Regions from separate parts of the Mus musculus genome. Here regions 2, 3 and 4 are each linked to region 1. A link is a contact called in public HiChIP or PLAC-seq and Micro-C data. All regions are on one chromosome and are shown on one strand. The core of a region is the stretch at or near the end of the contact, and the rest is flanking DNA. Distances in the headings are between cores, read along the strand shown.

Region 1 (3,160 bases), core at 47-2,546:
TGGAAGTGCGGACCACCCGGGTTTGGCAGAGAAGGATACTGAGGATTAAGTGCGGCTGAGATCATTGGGGTCATTAGTGGGCGTGGAGATTAGCGTTCTAACCCTGGTCTCAGCTGTGAATCGATTACACCTAAGCCATTCCCCCAATCAGCATCAAGTGCCGAGTGCGGGCGTAGAGGTACGATGCAGGTCAAGTCCGGAAAGGCGTTTGCGGAGTGCAGGCGCCTCGCGAAGGCCCTCGGTACAAATCGCGGGATTTTGGCGCGCTCTTTTTGTTGGCTGGGTGTTCTCGCCAGTGATTGGTTCCGGGCTGTCGCGGCGGCTGGGTCTACCTCGGCTGCAGAGAGGCGGCGCGGCTCTCCGCTGGCCTCCTGGGGGATGGGCCACCAGGAATCTCCGCTGACCAGAGCGGCGGCGGGAGGTGCAGCTTACATAAAGAGGTTACGTAAAGTGCTCAGCTGGCGTGAACTCGGGGACGGCCACGGGAACCTGGAAGCCGAGGCCTCCCCCGGGAGCGTTGCTGTCATCACAAGAGCAGCGCCGCGACGCGCTACACGCTCAGCCAGGCTCCCCGCCTCGCGCCCTACCCGGCTCTGCAGACAAGCCCGGCTCGGAACGGACCATCCTCCGGCGCGGGCTCCAAGGGGGAACCGGTTCGCCCGGAAGAGGAACAGCGCCGGCCAGGTAAGAGGGAGTGGAGGGAGGAAGGGAGGGCCGAAGCGGGAGCCCCGGCGCCCCACCGTAGTCCCGGGGGCGTCACCGGGGCCTCCGCCTGTCGTCCTCGGAAGCCGATCTTTTAGCCGGTTTCCCTTCGCCCGCTGTCCCCGGGGGTCTGGGTCGTCCCGCCGGGCTCTCCTGGGTTTGATTCACGGGACTGTTTACACCGGGAGAAGCCCGGGTAGGACGTGGGGAGGGGCCGTTGAGAGGGGGCTAAGCCCCAGGAAAGTTTAAGCCGGCCGTCTTCGATGGGGACGATCCCTACGGCTTTATTTATTTTTTCTGCTCCTGACGGATAAGTCGGCGAGAGGGGACGGTTTGCGCTTCGGTTTCCGGTCCTCCCTCGGTACTTCCCGGTGGTTCCGTCTTTCCCGCTTTCCTTTCCCTTCCCCCGTTCAATTCGAGACGGTGGCTCCTTCTTAAAGGGGCCGCGACCGGCGGCGGAGGTGGGACGCCGGACGCTTTAAGTTCCTCATCTACCCTTCTCGGCCCGGTGGGTTTTAACTTCTCCCTCTCGCCCTTAGATCACCATCCAAGGTCCCGCTCCTCCACATCTCGGGGCTAGACGGAGGGATGAGGCAAGGGGGGCCCGGGCGGCGCCGTTGCTGCTCCCCCCGCCCCCCGCAGCCATGGAAACGGGGAAAGAGAACGGAGCCCGCAGAGGGACAAAAAGCCCGGAGCGGAAAAGGCGAAGCCCAGTCCAGCGGGTACTGTGCGAGAAGCTGAGGCCGGCGGCCCAGGCCATGGATCCGGCTGGGGCCGAGGTCCCGGGCGAGGCCTTCCTGGCCCGGCGGCGGCCGGATGGCGGCGGCGGGGATGTTCCTGCACGGCCGCGCTACAGCCTCTTGGCGGAGATCGGGCGCGGCAGCTACGGCGTGGTTTATGAGGCTGTGGCTGGGCGCAGTGGGGCCAGGGTGGCAGTCAAGAAGATCCGCTGCGACGCTCCCGAGAACGTGGAGTTGGCACTAGCAGAATTCTGGGCCCTCACCAGTCTCAAGCGGCGGCACCAGAATATCGTGCAGTTTGAGGAGTGCGTCCTACAGCGCAACGGGTTAGCCCAGCGCATGAGTCACGGCAACAAGAACTCACAGCTTTACCTGCGCCTGGTGGAGACCTCGCTCAAAGGTAGACTACAGCCGGCAGTCCTGCCCTCTCCTGGACCCCCTTGTTCTCAGAACCACTCAGTTCTAATAACTGTCTCTGGCTCGCTAAGGTCCTTGACCCGGCTTTGGGACCTTCTTTCTTGCTAGGAAATCAGTCTGTTCCCCAGCCGTTAGCTGACATTCCCTAACAAGCTCACCAAGTGCTAACCTTGATCTTTTTAAGTACTCACTCAGTAGGTGTGAGCCATAATTACAAGCCTAGCATTTTAAAAGATGGATGAAGAGTAGTCCTGGTGGGATTCAAAGTAGTTGGTAGAACTGCAGAAGCCCCCTCATGCCTCTTTCTCATCAGAACCTAGAGGGGAAAAAAAGTAGCAGACCCACCCATGCCATTCTCCTTTCCTGATTTCTAGTTTCTTCCAATTCTGTTCCCAAACCTTGTCTTCAAGTGTGAGGTTTCCTCCGAGAACCCCAACCCTTCACCCGAGAGCAGACAATCATTCAGTTGGTTCTTGGTTTAGTCCCTGAGGGCACCACAGGTTAATAACTCACGCACCCAGTAATAACCCCCTCAGGTGGGCCAAGAGCTGTCGCATAACAAAACAGGTTGCAGCTTTCCCTGCCCTGTTACAATCTCAGTTGTTTTCATAACCCCTGGGGCTGTCTGAGCAGTGATTGTTGCAGAACCATGGGGCTCCAGGAGGCCAAACACCTTGCCTTCCTGTGTAAACTAGAGAAGAGGCAGTGGGCTGCAAGTGTCTTGAGTTCCTGGGGCAGGGGGTAGGGCGAGGGAAATTGGACAGTCGCAATCCCAGCTATATAATCTGAGCGCTACGATTTGGATAATATCTGTAACAGTAAATTAAGCTTCTGCTCTATAAATAGAGGAACTCAGCCTAGTGGGCACAAACACAGCTCGATTAAGGTTAATCAGCTTGAAAGAGTGGGACTCCGGCCTCCAAATTCCTGTGTCCTTGAAGTATTTGTAAGCCAGCATGGCCCTCACAGATCTTTGCAGATATATTGCTGCCTTCCTTCCCTATCTGAGGTTGAATTTAGCAGACTGGGTGGGATTTAGGGCTAGATTTCCTAAAGTCTTTTTGGAGCACCTGTCAGATTTTATTGTAAGGTCCCAGGAGAACTCCTTGCAGAGTTTTAAAGTCATTTAACAGTGGATTGGATAGTGTGATGGAATTCTCTGGGGGCCTTTCCCATCCTGCTTGTCATCATTTCCAGGAGGGTGGATCCTTGAAGATTTCCTAGGTAGCACCTTCTACTTTGCCTTCAGTCTCATCAGTTACTTTCTTAGTTCTTTTACACACCGATTACTTGAGTACAAA
Region 2 (3,705 bases), core at 675-3,174, 330 kb before region 1:
CCTTTTCTGCACCTATTGAGTTCAGCAACCGAGTTTTGTCTTGAAGACCATTTATATGAGTTATCACACTCATATATAACAGGTTCCAAAGATTCATCTAGAAATTGTTAACAGAAAAGTGGTAGAATACAAAAATCAACTTACGAAAATCTATATATGCCTTCTATACTCCCCTAGCGAAAAAAGGCTACATCTCTGAGGTTAGTTCTATATTTCTCAGTGATTTTTAATACTGTCTTGCTTTCAGCCCAGCTTTGGGATATGTAAACTTGGACAGCAAAAGCTGTCCTGGTGTTCAGATACCATGCATGAGCCAAGGAAGAGGACACTTGGCAGCTCTCATTGATTGATGGAAGAAATTTGAAAGGAAACTGCTTTACCTGGAGTCCCACAGACAAGCATTGGCCACACTTATCCTTCAGTTTGACACTGACCCATTCAACTGCAAAATCTGGCCAAATTCAAACATAAGCCTGTTCTTCCTCCAAGAGCTGGGGAGGGAGGCATGCAGAAGAGGAGCCTACACTATAAAGCCACAGGCCTGGGCTCTCAGCCATCACCGAAGTTTTAAGTATTTGATTGTGGGTGCTGAATAGTATAGACAGATATGATATTTCAAGAAAAGTAAATACCTTCCAATAGGATTTGAGAAGCGTTTTGTGACAATGCTAAGGTCTACATTCTCAGGTGACAAAGAGAGACATACAGAAACACCATGTTTAGTTTGTAATCTGACAGCTGCATTGTAAGTCTAGTGCTGCTGGCTGTCACTCATATCAGAGCCCGTGCCACCTTCCAGCTCTCAAAGTGTGAGATAACAATCAGTGGAAACACTTCTACCCAGTAAGTGCTCCATGGCTGATATGCAGTAAGTGCTCCATGGCTGCTGATATGCAGTTAATGCTATGTGGGTGATATGCAGTAAGTGCTCCATGGCTGATATGCAGTAAGTGCTCCATAGCTAATATGCATTAGGTTCTCTGAGGATACTAACCAAACAGAACAGGCATGTGAGTAGATATACTTAGGAGCCAGGGTGTTGAGTAAAGGGATTTGGGAAAGCTTGCCATAGCTACAAAGATATGTTAACATTAAATAGAAAAAGGCCTTGATGGAGAGAGAGAGACAGAGAGAGAGAGAGACAGAGACAGAGAGAGAGACAGAGAGAGACAGAGACAGAGACAGAGAGAGAGAGAGACCCTAGCAGACCCTGTGGTGTCTGTCACTGTTGATGCCATGCTGTCATGAGGTCCACCTTCAAGTGACAGTTAGATATATTGAGTGCAGGTGTAGGGGAAAAATAAGACAGAAAAGGAAATCCACAGTATGAACTAATTAGCAAGTCACATTTATATAAGTATGCATACATATATGATGGTCACAAAGAGATCGTGAAGTTGAAGGGGAATGGGGGATGTAGGAGGAGCTGGGGGAGGGGTGCGGAGTGGAAATGAAGTTAACGCAGCAGTCATGTATACACTTACAATAGAAATAAGATAAAAAAAATTGTAAAAATGATGCAACTTGCTTCCCATCAAAAGGCACCCATCCATTTGGAGTTTAGCACCCAGGTCTGTGTGTCCCATTGGATGGATAGTTCTCTTATTTCTATTGGACAACAGAAATGGGACCCAAAGAAATGTAAAGGTGAGTGAGATTATTACCTCTGAGAATTCTTACAGCAACCAGAAAAAGGCTGGTTCTGCCATAGGTCGAGATAGAAATCAAGGTGGAAGCTTGCTATGAGAATGGGCTGCCCAGCAAGCCCACATGCTGCCTTACCCCTGGCTTGTCTATGCCTTACCTATTACTCTATCTGTCTCTGACTGCACACCTGCATAAACGTGTCAGAGTATGAAGTATGTTTCTCTGGATCCCAGAAACAAGGAAGTTCTGGATTGCAATGTCACAGTGCCCTCTTGTGGGAGAAATACTACGAATCACGAACGTGTGAAATAGAGTAGAAACAGAAGAAATTACCATCAGGACCATGTGTGCATAGAAAAAAAAAAAAGTAAAATGAGGAGAAAGAAAGAGGTGACAAGAGGGTGTCACACCTATCTTGTGTGACTCTTTTTCCTGGCTCAGGGGGTCAGTAATTCTGGGTCTCTTCAAAGTTGATTTCTAGAAACATCCAGCTGAATTCACTGTCTTGATTAATTGCCTTCCCAGAAATTATTTGGAGCCCAGCTTAACTGTGGTAATTTCTTGCAACCAAGGGTTAAGGAGAAAATTTTGCAATATAATGAGGGCAGCAAAGGAGAGTCATTTCTTGGTGGAAGTATCTGAAAGAAGGGGCATACAGTGGGAGTGGCTCTTCAAGAGCATCCTCTCTGGGAAGGGGCTTCCTTTCTCCACGTTCATTAGGGGTTCCCGAGTCTCTAGCCCTTTAGCCACAATGCCCTGAGGACATGAAGGAAACAAGGCACTTACCTCTGATCTTCCTGGGAGCTCCCAGGGTGATGCTGTTCTTAACTGGAGGCTGGTCATCCTGGATCACCCAGCAGACAAAGTCAGTCTTATTCAATATGGCATCTACCTGTAATGTGTGCTGTAGAGAGTAAGTCCCATCAGAGTTTCTGGTGGTCTGAGGAAGTTCCATGGTCGGGATCTTGTGCCCATTCTTAGTCCAGATGAGGTCCATGTTTTGGGGATAGAAGTGGTTTACATGGCAAGTCAGGTTCACTTTTTGATGCACATGATCTTGGATCTCTGGGTCTTCAGTGGTGATCTTCAGTGTTGGGATAACTAGACAGGAACAATAAGTAAGCCTAGGGAAAAATCTTGGCATTGACTTATCCACCTGTCTCAGGGTCACTCAGATTGATTGATTGATTGATTGATTTTTGATTGATTGATTGATTGGTTGGCTGGTTGGTGGAATCCTAAGAATTTCAAGGTGATCTTGGACTCATTATATAGACAGGATGATCCTGAACATCATATCCTTCTGCCTCCACTACGATATTTCTTCAGCCCCCCTTTTCTTGTCTTATAATCCAGCCAGTCTAATTTGTGCTGCCTACATCCTCATGGATGTGGGACACTGGAACATGCTTGACCTATCAGGCCCATGCCCTTCAAGAAAACTCACTCTCATTTCTTCAGAATCAAGCTGTCAGGATCTCTACAGCTATGGGGCAGGACCTTCTGAGGACCTTCATCCTTGAATGTCAAGTGGCTTCAACTTGTGCAATTCCTGAACAGTTAGTTACTCTGAGTTCATGAGTGAAGAGAGATCATGAGGTCACTTGTTTTTTTAAATGAACAATTTCTATATGTTTGGTGCAAGACAAATAGGGACAAGAATAAATACTCATGAAACATAGCTGGAGACACATGGGTATCTAATCTGATCTGAGTTTTCAATATTCCATATCATGATATATAATTGCAAGAATTATTAAGGTGAATTGCCCCACAGGACCAGGTACTCTCCAAGCACAGCACCTGTAGCAGTGCCTGGCACATTAGCTGTTCATTATTCATTGAGTAAATTACTCAATACTGAATGTTTCCCAGAGCTCAGGACCTTATTTATAGAAGACAAGCACTCCACCACTGAAGTGCATCCTCGGCTCTCTTTCACTTATTTTGTTTTGTTTAGTTTTATTTTATTTCACTAAATTGTTACGGCTAGCCTCGAACTCAATCTTAATCCTCACAGGTCTAGAGGTTGTTATATACTGCCTAGACTTACCAAGG
Region 3 (3,266 bases), core at 751-3,250, 490 kb after region 1:
TCTGACGTGACAGGTCTGGGAGGGTCTTCGATTCCGAATTTGTCACAAGCTACCAATGTCAATGCTGCTGATCCAGGAGCCATACTATGAGGGGCAAGGTTTAGAGTCATCTAAAGGGATGTAGAGGCCAGTTGGAAAAGAATTCCTTTTGAGAAACCTGCTTTTGATTATTCTGTGAGTAAAGGCCAAGACCGTGAGAAGTCTGCGTGAGACTGGCAGTGCCCCTTCTTCCTCCTTCACAGGTGACAGGTGTTGAAAAACTGGGCAAAAAAGAGGGAGAGTAGAGACCCAGGAGGTCAGGAGAAGAGGCAGAGGAACTCTAGTGTCACTGGGGTCCTTTCTGTGGATCAGTGCTAGGCAGGATATTAAGGGCTGACGTGGAGCATCCCCCATCTCACCCCCAGGAAGGTGAAGATCTCAGAGTGCAAAGAGCAGCATGAACAAGGCCACCCAACCTTTTGCTGTTCTGCAGGAAACTGCTGGACTCAAACCAAGGTTTGCTGATAGCCCCAAGGTCGAAGGCCAGATGATTTCTGTGCAGATATAAAAGATGAACGGACTCAGAAAGAAGGCTGGAGAAAAGGAGGTGAGCTGGACTTAGGTTTAAGAGCCCAGCTCACCTGAGCCTTTCAGAAACGTCTACTTGCTTTCAGAAGCAAGAGATTTCTCAAAAACTCAGGTGGGAATGTAAACTTAAGTTTAGGTAATCCAGGGACAGGAACAAGAATGGGAGGTGCAGGACTCGGGTAGCTCAGCTTGCCTGGGGCCGCATCTTCACCACAAGGTGAGAGACCCTTAAGCGCTAAGGCGCGGAGGTTAAGCCGAGGTCAAGTGGCACCAAGGGTGCAGCGACTCCTAGAATCAAGCGTTGGCTGAGGAGAGGGCGGCGCATACTTAGGAGAAGAAGATGGGACCACAAAGATGCTGGAGCTTCGTCTGGTGGCGACGGGGAGGCCGTGGTGATTCCCCAGCGTGGTGTGGACGAGCTGCCCTGCTTAGGCCGGGCTTCCTCGCCGCGCAGCCCCCAGCCCATCCTTTCCCCATCTTCCCTGGCCTGGGCCAGCTTCCCGGCGCCCCTCCACCGAGGCCGTGGCCCCCAGCCCGGCTACGGACTCGTCAGGGTCCGCCCCGCCGCCGCGGCCCCAGCCCGGCCGCTCCTCCCCCGATGATGTCACGTCCCTGGCCGCCCCTCGGCCGGCCTCGCGCCCCGCCCCCGCCTCCCCTGGCCCCGAGTCCCCTGGGCCCACCCGCTTGCGACAGCCCTCCTCTTGCCCGTGCTCCCTCCCTACGGCTCCCGCTCCCCAGGGAGCGGCGGCGGCGGCGGGATGGCCAGGGCCCGCGGCCAGGCCCCGGGGAGCGGCGGGCGGCGGCGGCCGCGGCGGGGAGGCGCGGGGACCGGGCCCCGGGGGGACTCGGCCGGTCTGCTGCTGCTCCTGCTGCAGGTGCTGCCGCCCGGGGCAGCGGCAGGCCCGGGGCGCCGGGGCACTCGGGGGCCTGGCGGCGGCTGCGTCTGCTGGCCCGGCGCCGGCCCTGCTTTTCCACGGGACGCGCGTCTGCTGCTGTTGCTGCCGCCCCGGCCACCACCGTCGCCGCCGCCGACCTCCACGGCCGCAGCCTCCCCCTCTCGGATGGTAATCAGCGCCCCGCGCGGGCGCCGCGGGCGGGCGGGGGAGAGACCCGGGTGGGGGGAGGGCGGGCACCTCGCGGGGCGCTCGCCCCCCCCTCCGACGACCGCCGCGCTGGGCAGCCGCCAGAGCGCGCCTCTGGGGCGCCTCCGTGCGGAGCCGGTGCGGGCTCCGCTCTCAGTCTGTTCACTGGCTCTCAGGCCGCGGGGGAATCCCTCCATCTCCCCGCCCCGCGCCCCGGGAGGGGAGGGGACAGCGCCGGCGCCCGGGGACCCGTTTTCTCTGAGAAAGCACCCGCGAGGCGAGCGGCACTGAGGCGCCGGGACTCCGTGCAGCGCTGCGCTCCTGGAGGCTCCTGGTGCCGTCGGGTCGGGCTGAGCTGAGACGCCCACAGCCTCGGCGGGACGGGATCCCTGGCAGTTGGGGGCGCCCACGAACTGCGGGTCCTTATGTTCCCCGCACAGGACGCTCTGCCCCGCGGTGGGCTCCATCTGAAAGAGGAGCCGCTGCTGCCCTCCAGCCTGGGCTCGGTGCGCTCCTGGATGCAGAGCGCGGGCATCCTGGACTCCAACACCGCGGCGCAGAGGTAAGCGCTCCACCCGAACTAGCACGCTGGTTGGACCGCTTAGTGTCGCCTTCGTCCTGCACGCCTAGCTACTGGAGCGAGGGGTGGAGGGAGTCCTAACTCTTGACTGTCCCGACGAAGTCTCCTGTTCACCCTGTGTGAGTTTGACTTCTTCCTGAGGATATGGGGCGGGTTGCTCACTAGGGTCCAGGGTTCTGGAGGTGGTGTCGCCTCCTCCCGCACACCTGGAGCCATGGCCCACAGTTACTAGTCATCTAGAGATGTACAGCCCCTTCTTCCTGTGCAGTCTCTACCGTTCCACTTGTCCAGTTCCGTGGCTACCCAACAAGAAAGGCAAGAAACTCTGTGGTGTACAGAACCAGAGATGTGGGTGGGGCTGAAGAGAGGCTTAGCCAGTGGGCAGTTAGCCTTGCTGAACTGATTGGGGCTGAGAATGAGGCTGGACTCCTCCGTCTGAGTGGTTTTGGTTAGAACCTGAAGGAGACTGGAAGCTCTTGGGAATTAGCAGAATCGGCTCTGGTTACTTTTCAGGGGGAGGCATAGGGGACTAGACAGGAGACTTCTGTAAGGAATGGACACCAGAATTTGGATGGGGACTTTGAAAGCTTGTTAACTCAGTCACGGCAGCAGCTGGAACCTGGTCTCTGTAACACTCCCTCTCATTATACAACATGGACTGGAGGTTATACGTCTGATCAGATGCTCACGGTGCCTCACGCTAAGTAGGTGTCCCTGCGGACATCCAGGACAGGGTAGGCACTGGCTCTTCAAGTTTTAAATAGCTTCTGTCCAGTATCTGAAGGGTGTCGAAGCAGACCAGGGCTGGCACATCACTCCCATCCACACACCCAGACTTGATCAGGTATCACTTGTGGTGCTTCCCAGCCTCACCCAGTACTAGACAGAGAGTGTTTTCTGGACGAAGGGGTGCAGTATTTTTGCACATCTGTCTTCAAAGAGAGAGTGCTGAGCTTTCTGTTGAATGATCTCTCCTGGACAGGAAAGGGTATTCCAGATGAGCCGATTCCAGTAAGTTAGAGTCTCTAGTTAGAACG
Region 4 (3,503 bases), core at 804-3,303, 310 kb before region 1:
CAATGTCCTTTTGGTGGATTTTTCTTTTCAGTGAATGCATAGTGTCTTTCCCTGGCTCTGCTGATTAGTTTTGTTTTGAAGTCTCTTTTGTCATGTATTAAAATGGCTACAAGGACTTGCTTCTTAGGTCTGTTAGTTTTGAGCTGGTTTTTCCATCCTTTTACCCTGATATATGTCTGTGTGTTTCTTGGATGCAACTGAAGGTTTTCAAATCTATTTAGTTTAGACTGTGCCTTTTTATTGGGGAATTGAGACCATTGATGTTGAGAGACATGAACGAGCCGTGTTTGTTGATTTTATTATTTGGTTGGGGTGGTGTACGAATTTTTCCCTTCTTCTTTTGATTTGCTCATCTGATATAATGTATTCCTTGTGTTTTCCTGGGCGTGTTTAGCTTCTTTGGGTTGAAGTTTTCCTTCTAGTACCTCCTGTGGGGCTGTATCTGTACATAGTTACTGCTCAAATTTGGTTTTATCATAGAATGTGATTTTAAAGAAGCTCACAGTCGAGAGACTTTGAACTTTTAAAAAGGATTGGGGATTTTACGAAGATTTTGGATTTTAAAAGAGCCTGAATATTTTAAAGTGACTGAATTTTTAAGTGTTTGAGTTTTTAAAGACTGTGGGATGTTTATATTGTAATGTTGATATTCACGTGAAATCTTGGAGATGGACAAGAGAGGAAAGGTTGTTGCTTAAAAGTGATGTGTTTGTGTGTCAAATTGACAAAGGATCCATTGTTCTGGCTAGTTTTATGTCATCTTGACACAAACTAGGGTTATTGAAGAGGAAGGAATCTCAGTTGATAAAATACCTCCATAAGATTGGTCTGTCTATAAGCGAGACTGTATGAAATTTTCTTAATTAGTTATTGATATGGGAGGGCCCAGCCCAGTGTGGGTAGGGCCATTCCTGGGCTGATCACCCTGGTTCTATTAGAAAGAAGGCTGAGCAAGCCATGAAGAGAAAGCTAGTCAGCACTACCCTCCATAGCTCCTGCCTCCTGGTTCCTGCCCTGTTTAAGTTCCTATCCTGACTTCCTTCAAAGATGAATAGTGATATGGAAGTATAAGTCAAATAAACCCTTTCCTTCCCAAGTTGCTTTGGTCATGGTGTTTCATCACAGCAATAATAACCTTAACTAAGACAGGACTTAAGGATGATACAATTAATCATTAAAGTTTATTAAGATTCCTAAGGTGATAATGATCTATTCATGGTAACAAAAACTAACTTAAAAAGTTGTGCCTATGGTCAGCATGGAGGTACATGCCCAAGTGCTCTGCCAGCACTTGAGAGGCAGAAGCAAGTGGCTCTCTGTGAGTTTGAGGCCAGCGTGGTCTACAGAACAAGTTTCAGCACAGCTAGGGATACACAGAGAAATCATGCCTCAAAACAACAACAACAAACAGAAACCAACCAACAAACAAAAACCAGCAATATCAACAAAAACAAAACAACAAAAAAAGAAATCAGCAGGGACCTCAGGCTACATTTGATGCAATATAGATGTTATAATCATATGGGGTCTACACCATTGCTAAACAAGTATGTGAGAGATATGTAGCTTACCACTGAAAGGGGGGGTGTAATAAAAACGAATATATATACAGATGGCAATGTGCTAGATCTTCAGAGACAAAGACCTTCCCCCTCCCAGTTGCTACTGATAATGTGGTAAAATTATCTGTCTTCTGCTACATGCAAAAGGGAAATATTGCTACTGCCTGGGGCAACCACAGAGCAGAAAGAAACAGAAGTAGCAACTTCCCCAAAATGTAGGGGGGAGGAGGTAGTGGTAGAAGAACTTCCTTTGTGACTAACCTCATTGATTCCCAGCCTATTAAGTAAATGGGACCCCAATTACAAAAAGAAATGGCTGTTTAAGACTGAAAACAGGGACTATTGAGCATTTGACGAGAAATGATAGCCATCCTTGAGGCCATTGCCCCGAGTTGGTTAAACAGTTCCATAAGGGAGCTCACATCAGCCAGACAGCTCTGGAAACTATATTAGGCTCACATTTTTATGTTCCCTAACTTGCCAGGATACCCAATGAGCATGTGGACAGTGTGACCCAGTGCCCAGGATAACCCATGACAGTGACTTAGGGCCCTCCTCAAATGCAGAATTTTGGAAAAACCCAATTAAAAAAAAATTGGTTGTTGACTTTACAGAACTTCCCTAAATCAGGGGTTACAAATGCTTGCTTGTCTGTGTAGTTTCTCAGGCTGGATAGAAATCTTTTCTACTCATAGGAGGTGGCCCTGCTTCTAAAAGAAATGGTTTCTAGGTTTGTAATTCCTATTACTACAGGATTAGACCATGGGCCAGCACTTACAACAAACCACACAAAACCATATTATATAAAGGACTTAATGCTGATAGAATTCACTTTGGTTTTACTTTTTTATGTATGCAAAGAATTCGATATGGAGAATTAAAGACTTTGATAAAATTGATTGACTTTACAATACGTGTTGCTTGCACATAAGAACATCCCCTGACGAAAACAGTACTCTTTCCCTTGGATGGGGCACAGAGCCCACTGTAGCAATTGAGTGTTAGTTGATGAATGTTGCAGAATATGGGAAAGCGAGACTTGCCAGAATCTTTTGCTCCTGTTCCCAACTTTATAAGCAGAGCCACCAATGAACACCCCTCCTTAATAGGGAAGACGAGCTACTTCTCAAGTCTCACACAACAGGGGGATGGATTCTTTTGTCTAATGGGGGACGCTTGGAGCCTGTATCCACACTATGAATGTCTCAAACTAACAAGGGACATGTGATAAGTATTCTGTGCTCATCTCACAAGCTAAAATATGGTGGCTCTATGGGCCATGGAACTTTTTATTCAAGCCTACAACCAGACTGGTGGGACCTGCACACTGCCTCATTGGCTGCACCCTTTACCCTGGCCTTCCACTCCCCTCCTCCTAGTAAAGCTAAGTCCAGGGATAAGAGGACAATATCTGGGTCCTTTAGTATCTGCATTGACTCTATGGGAATCCCCAGAGGAATTCCAAATTCGTTTAAGACTGTAAACAAATAGTTACAAAATTCAAGTAGGCTATATCTTTTGTGGTCGATGATAAATAAAAACATAAAATAATGAACAAAGGCTTATCAATTATACCAGGGCTAATCTTTCAGGCGTATCATCAGCTGGATGTCACCAGCCAAATGGCTTGGGGCTAGGGGAGGGATCCTGACTATGATGCTAAAGACAAAAGAGATTTGTAGTATCCTCGGTGTGGTGGCTCATCTTGATTTTCAAGTTGACTGCATCCAGAGTCATCCAAAACCCAAGCAGCCAGGCGCGCCTGTGAGGGGTCCTTGATTGGCTCATTTGGAGTGGCAAGACCCACAAAATCTGGGCCACACCTTCTGGTCGCAGTCCATATAAAAGGTCATGGAGGAAGGAAGCTTTTGCCTTTTGTCTACCTTCCTTCATTGCTGGCAAATGTATCTACCTTGTTGCTGAGGCTTTCCTTTGCTGGTG

The links. A called contact is a pair of places that touch in the nucleus more often than the background predicts. HiChIP or PLAC-seq counts read pairs in DNA pulled down with a chosen protein or histone mark.
Region 2: a contact with region 1 is called in an H3K4me3 HiChIP or PLAC-seq map of bone marrow-derived macrophages, with 4 times the contacts expected there. The contact joins the enhancer-like site here to the promoter of Stk35os1 in region 1. A contact is called at or near these places in 3 of 39 promoter capture datasets (embryonic stem cells, hippocampal neurons and neural stem cells), 1 of 484 Hi-C or Micro-C datasets (cerebellum) and 5 of 115 datasets of contacts at active chromatin or transcription factors (acute myeloid leukemia, bone marrow-derived macrophages, embryonic stem cells and 2 more).
Region 3: a Micro-C map of embryonic stem cells shows a contact between it and region 1, with 2.1 times the contacts expected there. The contact joins the promoter of Ebf4 here to the promoter of Stk35os1 in region 1. A contact is called at or near these places in 10 of 39 promoter capture datasets (the 3T3-L1 cell line, the C10 cell line, the HPC-7 cell line and 7 more), 3 of 484 Hi-C or Micro-C datasets (CD4 T cells, embryonic stem cells and muscle stem cells), 7 of 115 datasets of contacts at active chromatin or transcription factors (the SCID.adh cell line, astrocytes, bone marrow-derived macrophages and 4 more) and 2 of 9 other capture datasets (adipose tissue and liver).
Region 4: a contact with region 1 is called in an H3K4me3 HiChIP or PLAC-seq map of bone marrow-derived macrophages, with 5 times the contacts expected there. The contact joins the enhancer-like site here to the promoter of Stk35os1 in region 1. A contact is called at or near these places in 4 of 39 promoter capture datasets (the HPC-7 cell line, embryonic stem cells, hippocampal neurons and 1 more), 2 of 484 Hi-C or Micro-C datasets (cerebellum and cortical neurons) and 13 of 115 datasets of contacts at active chromatin or transcription factors (acute myeloid leukemia, bone marrow-derived macrophages, embryonic basal ganglia and 8 more).

The regions. Positions count from the first base shown.
Region 1 is chr2:129,800,163-129,803,322 of GRCm38.p6, forward strand. Stk35os1 (serine/threonine kinase 35, opposite strand 1) reads right to left here and starts at 1,297. Exons shown (of 1, transcript NR_029452.1): 1 at 1-1,297. It overlaps Stk35 (serine/threonine kinase 35), which reads left to right and starts at 355. Exons shown (of 4, transcript NM_183262.3): 1 at 355-684; 2 at 1,242-1,842. The coding sequence starts at 379.
Region 2 is chr2:129,470,202-129,473,906 of GRCm38.p6, forward strand. F830045P16Rik (RIKEN cDNA F830045P16 gene) reads right to left here. Exons shown (of 7, transcript NM_177653.3): 3 at 2,434-2,748. Among named protein-coding and RNA genes, the nearest start is that of Gm14040, 44 kb to the right of the region's middle. Within about 2 kb of position 1,925, at least 1 of the 459 cell types and tissues checked has an H3K27ac peak or open chromatin away from gene starts, as enhancers often do. A contact at or near this core is called in bone marrow-derived macrophages, where this site is marked.
Region 3 is chr2:130,293,939-130,297,204 of GRCm38.p6, forward strand. It overlaps Ebf4 (early B cell factor 4), which reads left to right and starts at 2,001. Exons shown (of 17, transcript NM_001110513.1): 1 at 2,001-2,211. The coding sequence starts at 2,075.
Region 4 is chr2:129,487,933-129,491,435 of GRCm38.p6, forward strand. The region is part of intron 1 of F830045P16Rik (RIKEN cDNA F830045P16 gene); the gene reads right to left. Among named protein-coding and RNA genes, the nearest start is that of Gm14040, 26 kb to the right of the region's middle. Within about 2 kb of position 2,054, at least 85 of the 459 cell types and tissues checked have an H3K27ac peak or open chromatin away from gene starts, as enhancers often do. A contact at or near this core is called in the HPC-7 cell line, acute myeloid leukemia, bone marrow-derived macrophages and 1 more, where this site is marked.